Linked DNA regions of Zea mays: all the other regions are linked to region 2. Evidence: chromatin contacts called from public Hi-C data. All regions are on one chromosome and are shown on one strand. Each heading gives the region's core, a stretch centred on a gene start, on an enhancer-like site or on the middle of the called end of the contact. The rest is flanking DNA. Distances are from core to core; before and after follow the strand shown. Region 1 holds the start of LOC103643076 (la-related protein 6B). Region 2 holds the start of LOC100281171. Region 3 holds the start of LOC118473134 (disease resistance protein RGA2-like).

Region 1 (4,656 bases), core at 298-2,797, 430 kb before region 2:
CGGAGCGGAGTTCGCCGTCTTCCGGGTCTTTGCCCGAGTCCGAGCCCTGGGGTCGGGCGGAGCGGAGTTTCCTATGGCGCCTTTGGCAAGACCTGACTGCCTGTCAGACTCACTCTGTCGAGTGGCACTGCAGTCGGAGTGGCGCAGGCGGCGCTGTCCTTCTGTCAGACCGGTCAGTGGAGCAGTGAAGTGACGGCGGTCACCTCGGCTCTGCCGGGGGGCGCGCGTCAGGATAAAGGTGTCAGGCCACCTTTGCGTTAAATGCTCCTACGACTCGGTCAGTCGGTGCGGCGATTTAGTCAGGGTTGCTTCTTAGCGAAGGCAAGGCCTCGGGCGAGCCGGAGATGTGTCCGCCGTTAAAGGGGGGCCTCGGGCGAGACGGAAACCCCTCGGGGTCGGCTGCCCTTGTCCGAGGCTAGGCTCGGACGAGGCGTGATCGAGTCACTCGTATGGACTGATCCCTGACTTAATCGCACCCATCAGGCCTTTGCAGCTTTATGCTGATGGGGGTTACCAGCTGAGAATTAGGCGTCTTGAGGGTACCCCTAATTATGGTCCCCGACAATTAGATTATATAAGCATCTAATAACTTGTGTTGTTTGTTTGTCTCTTAACTTAGGCCTTGTTTGTTTCCCTCTTAGATGTCGTTTTGTTCACGAAATGTAACGTAAATGGTAATGATTCACACTTACGTACCGACAGTAACAAATTTGAATAGGTCAATATCCATTTTCTAGTGTGGTATCCGATTACGCTTGAACCTAACCAAACATGATTTAACGTTATTGGTTACTCATTACGTTACTAATATGTGAACCAAACGTTACTCATTAAGTTGGATTACAGTGAAAGGGTTGGAGAGTAAAATATCACCTTGGAACTACAAATAAGCTGAAATAAGCTAGTAGCTTATTTGTGGTTCCAATGTGATATTTTACCCTTCTACCTTTTCACCATAATCCAACTTATATAATATAGGAGCGAAATAAACACACATTTATTATTTAAGCTGGATTATACAATCTAGAGGATAAACAAATATGACCTTGGGCCCTATTTGTTTCCCTCCTAGGTTATATAAGTTGGATTACGGTGAAAGAGTAGAAGGGTAAAATATCACATTGAGATCACAAATAAACTAAAATAAGCAACCAGTACTAACTTATTTCAGTTTATTTGTGGTCTCAAAGTGATATTTTACTCTCCTACCCTTTCACTATAATCCAATTTATATAATCTAGAAGGGAAACACACGCACCCTTAGGCTGACTCCAGCATTTCACTCAAAGTTTATCTATAAGCACTGTTTTGCACCGTAGACCGAACTATTTACAGAATGGAGTTTGAATATAAGTATGTGTATGAGTAAGTTGATGGAGATATTCTTAGCTGGCTAGTTTTTTTAGCAATTACTCAACCAATCTAAACAGGTTAGAAAGCAGTGCAAGCTGTTGGATCAAAACCCTACCCTCATATATGGTATGTGTTCAAGTTCTGATTCTAGTCCATGGTTTAAGTTAACCCAAGGGTTAAGAAGCCGCCGACCTTTGGAAATTAGAAACCGCAACCGCCCGTGCCATCCGTCTCCTCTCTTCTTCTCCCCTTCCACCCAAAGCCTTGACCTCACGTCTGAGAGCAAACCAGACGAAACAAACCCTCCTGGGCTGCTTCCCCTTTTCGATCCCCATGGCGCAGGACGACATCCCGGAGTCCTCCGCCTCCGGATCCCCCACCTCCTCCACCCCGGCGGCTCGCCTCAACGCCGCCGCGCCCGAGTTTACCCCCCGATCCGCCGCCCAGCACCACGGCAACAACGCCCATCGCCGCGGCCCGCACCACCACCATCAGCCGCACCACCACCCCCACTACCACCCTCACCAGCACTACCAGCCGCGGCACCAGCACCATCAGGCCCAGGCCGAGGATGAGGGGAGCGCCGCCGCGACGGCGGAGGATAGGGAGGGCCCCGCTGGTGCGGTGCAGCCGCAGCACCGGCTGCCCGAACCCGAGGCCCGCAAGCTCGTCAAGCAGGTACCTTTTCCTTTGCCCGCACTCGATTACTCTCGTACCTGCCATGCCGCTGTATCTCTTTCCTGGTTCTGAGCAATGGTTGGTGTGAATCTGGAGTGTCCCGCGAGCCTAGATTCTTCTGTCGGTAAAACTAATCGTTTGGAGGAGTAAACTAATGCATTTCTGTATACTACTTCGTTGCAGTTCGCAATCTACTATGTGACTATGTCCAGGGAAATTTTTATTTTGAGTCTCAGATGTAGATGTATTCTCTACTGAGATCACTATGAGGCGTTTTGCATCTTTGATCCATCAGTTTTTAATATATCTCTTAGAAGCATCTTATATCCGCGTTGGATTTCTTAGCGGGAACATATCCTGTGCAATCACTAATGTTGGTGCAAGCGTGCAATCAAGCGATCTGCTAGTAAGTTTAGATGGTGGTGCAATTGTACCCTGGCATGGTATTCATTGCTAGTCTCTGAATGTTGGAGGGAGAAAAATGGAACACAATATGGAAAATTCTATTTTTGGAGAACTCAACAAAAATAGGAAAATATTTTGTTGGCTGATTTTACTTAGCCAACAAGCCTCTACATGGTTCGTACTAAAATACAAAGACATGGTATGGCGGGAATGGAACGGGGGGTGCATTCAAACTTAAGTATCTTAGGGTTTAGTGACAAGAGGGGGAGGCAAGGTTGGAAATTATAAAACAGTTATAAGCATGCATACCAATGTTTGGCGAACACGTGGACTTCAGTTGGATTTGTCGGTCACTACTAGGGTATAGCTTATACGACAAATTACAAATTTGTCGTCTTCAGAAATTAATTTACATTTTTACTAGTGCACACATGGTAAGCGGAAGTGTTGGTTCACTTGTTTTCCCGTGTTAGGACGTAAAATAGAAAGTTAAATCTCCGCAATTATTAGTTTCCCATGTTGCATCATTTGAAGTTTTGCTTATTTATTATTATATTGATTTTTCCCCTTCCCTCAAATACTGGAAACATGTACACTGTACTAACTTCACCTTTTCAGCTATTGCTATTTCCCTTATAGTTTCTCATTCCTTAGATGCTTGATTGACATCTGTATTACTATCTACTCATTGGATTAAATGTATTTGGCAACATGACAGGTTGAATTTTACTTCAGCGATATCAATTTGGCCACAACTGAACATCTGATGAAGTTCATCGCTAAGGATCCAGATGGATTTGGTGAGTTCAATGGTTAATTTTAAATAAACTACCTAGTCGCCCTTTCTGCAACTATATGCATTTTCCGTGAGATGGTTCGTAGTTGAGATCATTTGGATTTTGATGCAATAGAAATGTCTATATGATGTTGCTAAACAAATAAGTTATTTTTGATGCTATGGTTATGGTATAGGTTCCCACCATCTCAACTTTGTTCTTCTAAACAATCGTCTTAACGTGTTAGTGTGTTACTATAATTTATGATCTTGGGGCAATTTTTTTCGGTAAAGCTATCAATACATTTTCAGGAATGGAAAAATTTTATGCTGAAGTGTTTTACATTATTTGCTGTATATTATAGTGAGTTGTACACCCTTTATACATGTTAAGATGTATTGCTTTTTATAGAGAACTATCCAATGCATTTTCTTCATTTTGTTTATCAAACAACACTTTATTTCCTCTAGTCAACAAGTAATGGACACGAATTAAGCAAATGTTTACCTTGATATATTGATGTGATATTTTGTTTGACTTATATTTTTATCATTAGTAGTGGTGTTGACATGTTATTACATTTTGCAGTGCCAATTTCTGTAGTTGCATCTTTTAGGAAGATCCGAGAGATAGTTTATGATAGATCCTTGTTGGTTGCTGCATTACGCACGTCATCTGAGCTGGTAAACATTTTAATCTAATATTTTGGTAACCATTTCTTTCTATATCATTGTTCTTGACAAATATCATATCATGTTTTTTATACTGACTTGTTTACATATTTATATTTTATGAATATGTGAACTCAAGTAATAAGGTTCTAATAGTAAGAGGTAGGATCTGGCTGTTTCAAAGCCTCAGTGTAGGGTTAAAGGAGTCTCTAATCTTATATCATAGAGTATTTTGTTATGTCATTTTATTTTGTCCACACTCAAATATAAGAATGCTTTAATGTTCTCATGTTCACTAAGATAATGTTGATATCATCTATAGGTTGTTTCAGAGGATGGGAAACATGTTAAACGCTTACAGCCCTTCAATGCCGAAGAAGTTCAGGTTAGTATTAAATTAGTTGAACAAATTATGTACTGTCTATAGGCTGTTGTAATTTGTACTTTGTGCAGTCTCGTATTGTTGTTGCTGAAAATTTACCTGAGGATCAAAAGCATCAGACTCTGATGAAGATTTTCTCAGCTGTTGGGAAGTATGACCATATCTATATCTGTTACACAAATAGTTGCGAGTCAGATACAATAGTAATCTCATGAGAGTTATAATGTTATCTGAATTGCAGTGTGAAATCTATACGTACCTGTTATCCACAAGATATTTCTCCAGCAGCAGCTAACAGAACATCAAGGATTGAGATGATTTTTGCTAATAAGGTTTGCACTATGATATTATGTACTGTCAGGGTGCTAAAAGTTTATCATTGAACAATAGC
Region 2 (4,500 bases), core at 1,962-4,461:
AGGCTAGGGAGCCCATTCCACGTAGTTTGAAAAAGATTCATGTAACCATCCAATTCAAGCCAGAAGTTTTCAAACCGAAAGATCTTAGGTTTAGGGATCTTAGACTTAAGGAAACCAGACAGGGAACGTGATCGGAGATGTCTCGCGGCATCGTTTTAGCATAAGAATCCGGATAAACGATAGACCATTCTTGAGAGATGAAAAACCAATCCAGCCTCTGAAGAAGGGGTTCCCGCTGTCTGTTCGACCAGGTGTACGTTAGCCCGTGGAGGGGAATTTCAATCAAATCTAAGTTGCTTATTGCTTCATTGAACTTCAGCATAAGGTTAATATCACCCCAATCCTATTCCTGTCCTCTGGCCGACGGATTAAGTTGAAGTCACCAACGAGAAGCCAAAGCTTGTCAGAAGGCATAGAGATATTATGCAGCCAGTTGAGAAAATCAATTTTCCCATGTGGGGTACAAGGAGCATAAACATTTGTAATAATCCAAGAACAACCCGACAAATTTGAAGTAAATTCCACTAACTGAGCATAATTGTTTTGGAAGATAACATTCCCTGAAAGTTTTGAGCTCTTCCAAATGATAACGGACCCTCCCGAGTTCCCCACCGAGGGAACAAAAGCAAATGAGTCAAATTGAGAAGGACAGAAGTTTTTAAGGTAAGCCGAGTCAAAGAACTCCTTTTTTGATTCTTGTAAACAAATAACATCACAACCAGCATCCCGAATTGAACAACGAATGGCATTCCACTTAGTGGTAGAGTTGATTCCTCTAACGTTGTGACTCAGCACAGACCATTCCAGATAGTTAACAGCATTTAAGTTACTCATTGAGTAAACAAGAAGTTTTTGAGCCATAACAATACCCAAACCAGTGGGTAAAGCAAGTTTCAGCCCTCAAGCAAAAGGTTAACAAAAGGGTAAAACAAGCACGCACAGGTGCTAGCCAAGTATCCAGAAGTCCTGCAAGAACCGAATCTAAAACCATGCACACCCAAAAGTTAGTGGGGCCAAAACCAGAGCCCAGACCACCCGCCTTCCACCTAGTGCTTATCTTGCTTATCTTCATCAGTTGAATCATCAGTCCTTTCATCATCCAAATCCTTCCTGCCTACCCTCTGCTGACCAACAGATCCCGCAGCCGATTTCTTCTTCTTCAAACGATGCTCAGAAAGGTCGTCCTCTTACAAGTTACAGAACCTGGAACCCAGATTCCGAAGCACCTTGGAGGATAGTGGGGGGCATCGAAGTTATGTTGGCACATGAGGCAGTTCCTTTTTGGGCAGGCCCCATGTCTGAACCCAGCACGTGATTCTTTCAAGCGCTTGCTTCTTCTGAGCTCTGACTCCACAATGATTGGTGCCGGCTCATCACAACTGTCTGAATCCTTGGAGATCCCAGGAAGGACATCATCCAGAAGAGAATCATTCGGACATTCCTTAGGGATGACAAAAGGTAGGGACTTCAGTCCCGGCTCCTGCGGAGCTGGGGGAATTTCTGACAACAGAAAGGACTTCGACCAATTGAAGGCATCAGGTTGAAGCAGATTCGAGAGAAAAAAAGGTGCCCAGTTCTTAGGGATGTCCACTGAGTGGTCAGCTAACCCAGCAGGTGCAAAGTATCTGGCCCAGAGTCTGGAAAACTGGGCAGATCTTTTTCTCTCCTCAAACATCTGGAACACAGGGTCAGGTTGCCATTCCTGAGTGAGCATGAAATTCATCTCTAAATTCTGAAAGTGACCCACGCCTACGTGAGTTAGCTCATGAACTTAGAGTGTATTTGGTTCTCGGCTAACTCCATCACAACTTGCTTAAGATTAGTCGACTAAATGGAAGAATTAATCTTATGTAGAAAAAAATTAGGCAACCTATGGCAAGTTATGCAGTAAACCAAACTTGCTCTCAATCTTAGTGTATCACGTAAGTCGTGTAGGTTGGCCTGAGTGGGTGTTTGGTTCTCCTCACTAAAGTTTAGTATGTGTCATATCAAACGTTTGAATATTAATTACGAGTAATAAATGTAGTCTAATTATAAAACTAATTATATAGATGAAGATTAAACGACAAGACAAATTTGTTAAACCTAATTAATCTATAATAATGTTTACTGTAGCATCATACGATTAATTAGAATTGTCTCCTCGTTTAGTCTACATTTAATACTAATAGCTAGTATCCAAACATTTTATGGGACGGTTACGGGAACGGCCCCTCAGTGAACTCAAAATCTCACAGGATCCCGCCAAGCCAACACAGATTCTCAGGTTGAGCTCGCCGTCCAGCTATGCTCAGATCATTGACGTTGACGAAACCATTTGTCAGTCGTGTCGAAAACAAGCAAGTATACTATTCATTTACCTTAAAAACAAATCCCACTTGCTACCAGAAAATCAGGGCGCGAGGGGGTGTTTGTAAAATCGCAATTCCCCAATCATGCACGGAGACGGAGGTAGTCAAGAGACAGCGTGGGAGGAAGCGTACGTAGTCCACGGTCCACATCAGATGGTCCAAGCACACGCACCCACTAATTGCGGCGCCAACGATCATTAAGGGCATGTACAGTGGAGAGACACCAAAACGGTTCTCCAAGCACAAGAGACAACTAAGAGACTCTATTGTACAATGGAGTGTCTATAAACGTAGTCTATTAATAAATACAGAATTAAATGTATTTGTATAGCATCAGATCGATAGAACAGACGACAAATTCGTACAGTGGGAAGTGAGGCGTCTGTTGCTACTTGGTTTACGAGCCAGAGGCGTCTCTTCACGGAGAGACGGCTCTAAGATTTTTTTGCAAATAACCCCCTTAAACACCTTAAAAGACTCCACATTAAACACCACTGTACATGCCCTAACGACCAATCCCACAGCGAAATTAGCCGAAACACCCTCCCTCCCGGACTGGATATTATTACATGCGGGCCTGCGGGGGACGCGGAATGGGAATAAAATAAGCGCTGGAAAGGAGGGACTGATTAGACATTTCCTCCAATAGGATCACGCGTCACGTAACCTCGCGTCGGGCCACATGCACACGCGAACCCTCCACCGATTAAGCCCCGCAAAACAAAAAACAATTCAGAAAATTTTCAATTGCTTCTGCGGAAAAACCATTTCCTCTTCTATTTATCTATTTATTTATTTATGTGTGTTTTGTTTCCAGTGATAGTTTTGCTCTTGCTCGCTCTCCATCCACCTCGCCATCTCCCCCCAGCGGCAGAGCGGCGCCTCGGTTCTGCCTCCGCTCGCGCTCGCCGCCGGCATTCCGGCAGTTCCTGCTCCCGGCCGGCCTCCCAGAGTGTATCGATCGCCGCGATGGACGACCCGGGCGCTTCCGCCGACCCCGCCGCGCGCCACCACCTGTCGCCGCAGCAGCTCGGGGGCCAGCCGCCGGTGCCGCGCTCCCCGACCCCGCTCGACCTGGCCTCCGCCGCCGCGGCGTCCGGGTATCGCCGCCTCTCGCCGTCGCTGCGGCCGCCAGCGCACCCGCAGGCGCGCCTCTCGTCGCCCTACGGCCAGATCCCCTCGCCCGGCGCCGGCGCGCACCACGCGCGCTCGCTCTCCCAGCCGCTCTTCTTCTCGCTCGACTCGCTCCCGCCGCCGCCCTACGCCGATCTGGGCGCCGCGCCCGCCGTGCCTCCCTCCCCGCCGCCGTCGACCTCCGACCCGCCGCCTCTCGGCCTGCCGCCCAGGAGGGCCGGCCACCGCCGCTCGCAGAGCGACATCCCGTTCGGCTTCGCGCAGCTCAGCCCGCCGCTGCCCCCGCCGGCGCCGGTCAAGCGCGAGGTCACCGCTGCGGCCGACGGCTGCAGATCGGACGGCGGCGGCGGTGATGACGCCGCCCTCTACGACCTCGTCAACGCGTACATGGACCTGGACGGGCTGGACCCGCTCAACTCGTCTGAGGACCGCCACGACGACCGCGACAGTCGTGCCAGCGGCACGCGCGCGGGGAGCGCGGCCGAGAGCAGCGAGAACGAGGCGGAGAGCCAGTCCACGTCCGCGGACAGGAAGGACGGGGGCAAGTCCCGCCATTGTCGCAGCCTGTCCATAGACAGCTTCATGGGCAAGCTCAGCTTCGCCGCAGGGGAGGAGTCTCCGAAGCTGCCGCTGCCGTCTCCTGGTGGCAGCCTCACCAGGAGCGGGAGTGGCTCACTGGAAGGTGGTGCTGTCGCGCTGTTCAATATGGAGTTTACCAACGGAGAGTTTACCGACTCCGAGAAGAAGAAAATTATGGCGAATGAGCGACTTGCTGAGATAGCTCTGACGGATCCTAAGAGGGTCAAGAGGTGTGCATTTCTTCATATACTGGGTAAATTTCTCTCTTTTCCTAAAAATGGGCATTCTGATTTGCGGTTTTTTTTTCAGGATTCTGGCGAATCGGCAGTCAGCAGCCAGGTCAAAGGAGCGCAAGATGAGGTACATTCAGGAGCTTGAGCATAAGGTGCAAGTGCTGCAGACAGAGGCTACGACACTCTCAGCACAGTTGACAATG
Region 3 (4,168 bases), core at 166-2,665, 370 kb before region 2:
CTCTCCACCAACATAACCGTTCGCCATCCATAGCTGGATCAACCTGTCCTTCTCCATCTCATGGTCCTTGGGAAACACCGCGCAGAACGCAAAACACTGCTTCATCTCATCTGGCAAGTGTCCGTAGCTCAGTTTAAGCATGGACAACACTTCATCATCCGTGCCTGAGCCTGTACTGGTATCAGTATCACTACTACAGCTTTCTGCAATGGCCTCCCAGTCCTGAGCTTCTTGCTTCGAACTCATCAGGCCACCCATTGTACTCAGAGCAAGAGGCAGCCCCTTGCACACGTGGACGATGCGCCTGCCGATAGCGACCAGTTCTGGTCGCTCTTGTACTCCTCTGCTGAACGCTTTCTTTGAGAAGAACTCCCATGAATCTTCTTCAGTCAAGCGTGCTAGCTCCTTGCTCGGAAGGCTGCCCATCACAGCAGACACCTGCTGGCTTCGAGTAGTGACAAGAATCACGCTCCCTGACCCACCGATACACGTGCACAGCAGCGGCTTGAGCTCGCCCTCCCACTTCTCCCGCTCTTCGTCGTCCCGCACGTCGTCAAGGACGAGCAGGAACCGTTTCCTGCCGACGACTTGCTGGAGCCGCGCTCTCCAGAACCTGCCGGCGTCAGGCAGGTCACACCTCTCGCCCGTAGCCAGCTCGACGACGGATCGCACGACAGAGGCGGCTCCGAAGTTTCCGGACACGCAGTGCCACATCCTCAGCTCGAAGTGCTTCTGAACCCTGCGGTCCGTGTACACCATCCTTGCCAGCGTCGTCTTGCCCACACCACCGGCCCCTACGACGGGCAGCACCTGCACGTTCTTCTGGTCTTGGTGGTGTCGCTGGTCAAGCAACAGCTTCACTACCTCGTCCCTGTCACCGTCTCTGCCGAAGATCTCAGCCGACCCGCCGTTCAGTGCTACCCGCACTTGCTGACACGGAGCGTGTGCGTGTCGGTGTCGCGCCGCCGGGCGCTCCGCCAGGCCTAGAGCGCGCGTCTCCAGGACAAGACCGTTCAGTTCCTTGAGGACCTTGCGCAGACTCCTGCTCACGGTGAGACGACGGAGCAGGAGAGGGTTGCGGAGGGTCAGGTACCGCCTCGTCGGCTTGCACGCCATGGGCGGCTCCGGCTCACGCTCGCTAGCTTCACGGCGTAGAGCCTCGTGCTGTAGGTCGTCGAGGACGTCGTCTGCCCGGTAGGCGACGGCCTTGAGCTCCCTCATCCACATCCGGACGACGGGGCTGGACTCGCCCTTCGCCTCGGCGTCAGGCAGCACGCGCTGCACCGCCAGCAGCGTCCGCTCCAGCATGGCACGGTCGGCGTCGACGCCCCACGTGCGGGCGACGCTCTGGACGAGCTCGTCGGCGGCCTTGCCGGCCACCCTGGCCACCACGGGGACAAGCAGCGTGTCAGCCATGCTTGCTGGTTTGCTCTCCGGTCTTGCTTGCGTTGATGCTGTGCTTACGTACGGGTGGTGAGTGAAGGACCAGGATGAATGTGGAAATGGCTAGGAAGGAACAAGAGCAGGGCGGTATTATCATGGAACGTAATGCAAGTGCAGGCTGCGGCGATTAGTTTAGTGAGAAATAATAGGAAAGAATATGAAAGCGACGCGCGATACACCACTCGTCGTACCTGTAAATTGAAGCCGGCAAGGCAAGGCGGCCGTGCCATGAGCTTGAAGCCGGCAAGGCGGCCGGGTCTTGTCCCTCGTGACGGCAGAGGTGTGCCAACGTGGCATCTGCTGTGCCAGGCAGCAGCAGTAGACTCACTAGAAAGTATCGGGAACAGTCAAGGTGGGTGCGCCCAGCCTCTCATTGTTGTGTAATAATTTCACTGCAGTGACATTTTGCGCTAGCCATCTCATGCCTCAAAAGCCAATGGCGTCCGTTCGGTTTCCTCCGATCCACGTGAATTGGAGAGGATTTGGTAGATTTAAATCCATAGCAAGTGAATATCTCTACTAACTTTTTGGAATAAGGTCTAAATAGTTACCTAAATAGTAACAGAGCCTACATGTCCAGCTCGACCATACAACAATGACACCCGACCTTGGATCGACCATGCCACCGATCACGAGCTCAGCTCACCATGCGAGTTAATTTCCCAGAGGTGAACGTTCAAGAACATCACGATCAAGGACGGGGATTCGATATAACATTCGCATCATTCAAGTGCACCACAATACACAAGCGCAGACGAGGTACATAGTCGCAAAACTTTGGCAGGCTTCTGATTCTTGGGGTAGGGATATATCAGTACAGCTTTGCCAAAACAAGGCCCCCAACCATACAGGCTCTGTGAAGACCAATAGTGCAAAATAAAAAATGAATCTAGAATAACTTTAATCCAGGTCATCTTCACCATCATTTCGAAGCCAAAGCATCGTCACTCGTATGGTTTCCCCAACCGCATCATCGCCACTCGCATGGTTTCCAATTCCAACAGCATCATCGCCTTCAAAAAAAACCAATTAACAGTGATATGGTTCAGCCTGATGCAGAGGTGAGTGTTGTAGCAGCAGTATCTTGGATGTAGATGCAAGACCGGTTGATATAGCGAAAATACAGACTAATTATGAGCTACATACACAAGCTTCATGAGTTACATGATAGTATGGTTAGGAGGCAAGGCAAGCAAGACCACTGGGTGTTGCAAATATGTAGACGAATTTTAGACGTCAAGTAAGACAGATTGGCAACACAAAATCGCAAAGATTTAAAAAAAATGGTACAGAACCAAAGTCCCAAAAGATAGGGCGTGATCATTAGAAAGTATCTCTAAATACAAATCCGTTGTCATCACTTCACTAATATAAACTTCTCATGTGATTAGACTAATTGTCGGTCAGAGACCAACAAAATTTAATGAAAATACTGCATGCCTTACAATTCAGGACGGACTGATAGAAGGCCAAAACACCGACTACATAATACTGCAATGTGAAACCACTAGAAGCTAATTCAAAGCCTTGGATAACTTAGGTCTTGTTTAGAAGCAATCCGGTTTTTATCTTTTAGCTAGGAGACTAGCTTCTTGGTTTTTAAGAAACTGGCAATCCAATTTCTATAAACTGAGACATAAACTGGTATGTTTAGAACCACCTCAATTTCTATAAACCAGTTTCTTAAAAACTGGGTGCTTCCAAACAACAGGCCATTAAGGCCAATAAATTAGTCAAAAAAAACAAGCTGGTAAATTTGGAAACTCAAAGAGCAAACATCAATCAGGGTATATAAGGCCATTAAAAGAATGTTTCATGTACCCAGTGAAAGTTGGTTCATCTTCTGGAAAGGTATGTCGTCCCAGTGGTCCTGGAATACAAGAGATATGCGAGTCAGCATCCTAAAAACATGTGCCAGCTTTGACATCACATCAGGAATGGAAACATACCTCCCCTGTTGTTTTCCACCATAACCATGTCTGGTATTATTTGCACATTTGTCATGTCTTGCTCCGTTGGCAGTAGCAGCTGTGAGCACGGATGGCTGCCCAGTGCGAACTTCATCTATGAAGCCATTATCTTGGATATTTCTTACTTTGCCTGAAATTGTTACGTCGCTGACACCCTGAATGATGTTAAATTGATCTGTGAAGCCGTTTCCAGAGGGAATTGCATTTGATGATCTGGAATCAACTGCGGGCCTCCTCTTTTGCCGAGTATTTTGTGCCACAGGAGTAACGGCAACAGAAGGCAGTAAGGATGAGTAAGAGGCAGAAGATGCTGTCGCAGCAGCTATTTTTGCAGCAGCTGTAGTGGCAGAAATAATCTGCTGTGCTCCATCACGAAGGTGAATGAAGTCTCCCTCAATCACAAACAGCTGCAAATGCAAATATAGCATGTAAGTAACACAAATGATCTAGTATCTACAGTACATATTGACTAAATTGCTAGGTTTAAATAAACCTCTGGATGACTAGCCACAAAATCGTCGAGCTTCCCGTATTGCTTCTTATAGTCATGCCAGTGAAGGGGAGCCAACATTTTCCCAAGCCTATTTGGCAGCTGAGAAAAATTGCACATCAATCAGAACTTATTCTCTTATCATAGCATGATAGCATCTTAATGGGGATGAAAAACTGACTCACAGTTGAACTTATCCTGATTCCACCCTCAGTCCCAGCAGGAACTGCACGTACAATGCAAGCCAATAGAGATCTCTCATCTA

Evidence for each region. A called contact is a pair of places that touch in the nucleus more often than the background predicts.
Region 1: a contact with region 2 is called in a Hi-C map of tassel, with 1.7 times the contacts expected there. The contact joins the promoter of LOC103643076 here to the promoter of LOC100281171 in region 2. A contact is called at or near these places in 2 of 25 Hi-C or Micro-C datasets (endosperm and tassel).
Region 3: a Hi-C map of leaf shows a contact between it and region 2, with 4 times the contacts expected there. The contact joins the promoter of LOC118473134 here to the promoter of LOC100281171 in region 2. A contact is called at or near these places in 22 of 25 Hi-C or Micro-C datasets (bundle sheath, ear, endosperm and 6 more) and 1 of 3 datasets of contacts at active chromatin or transcription factors (leaf).

What each region holds. Positions count from the first base shown.
Region 1 is chr1:200,988,056-200,992,711 of Zm-B73-REFERENCE-NAM-5.0, forward strand. It overlaps LOC103643076 (la-related protein 6B), which reads left to right and starts at 1,548. Exons shown (of 10, transcript XM_008666237.4): 1 at 1,548-2,031; 2 at 3,155-3,236; 3 at 3,801-3,895; 4 at 4,206-4,268; 5 at 4,337-4,416; 6 at 4,507-4,597. The coding sequence starts at 1,687.
Region 2 is chr1:201,414,189-201,418,688 of Zm-B73-REFERENCE-NAM-5.0, forward strand. LOC100281171 reads left to right here and starts at 3,212. Exons shown (of 4, transcript NM_001154090.1): 1 at 3,212-4,294; 2 at 4,374-4,500. The coding sequence starts at 3,321.
Region 3 is chr1:201,045,079-201,049,246 of Zm-B73-REFERENCE-NAM-5.0, forward strand. LOC118473134 (disease resistance protein RGA2-like) reads right to left here and starts at 1,416. Exons shown (of 1, transcript XM_035961789.1): 1 at 1-1,416. The coding sequence starts at 1,416. LOC100384829 reads right to left here. Exons shown (of 16, transcript NM_001362473.1): 12 at 4,089-4,168; 13 at 3,907-4,005; 14 at 3,393-3,820; 15 at 3,265-3,313; 16 at 2,130-2,456. The coding sequence ends at 3,280.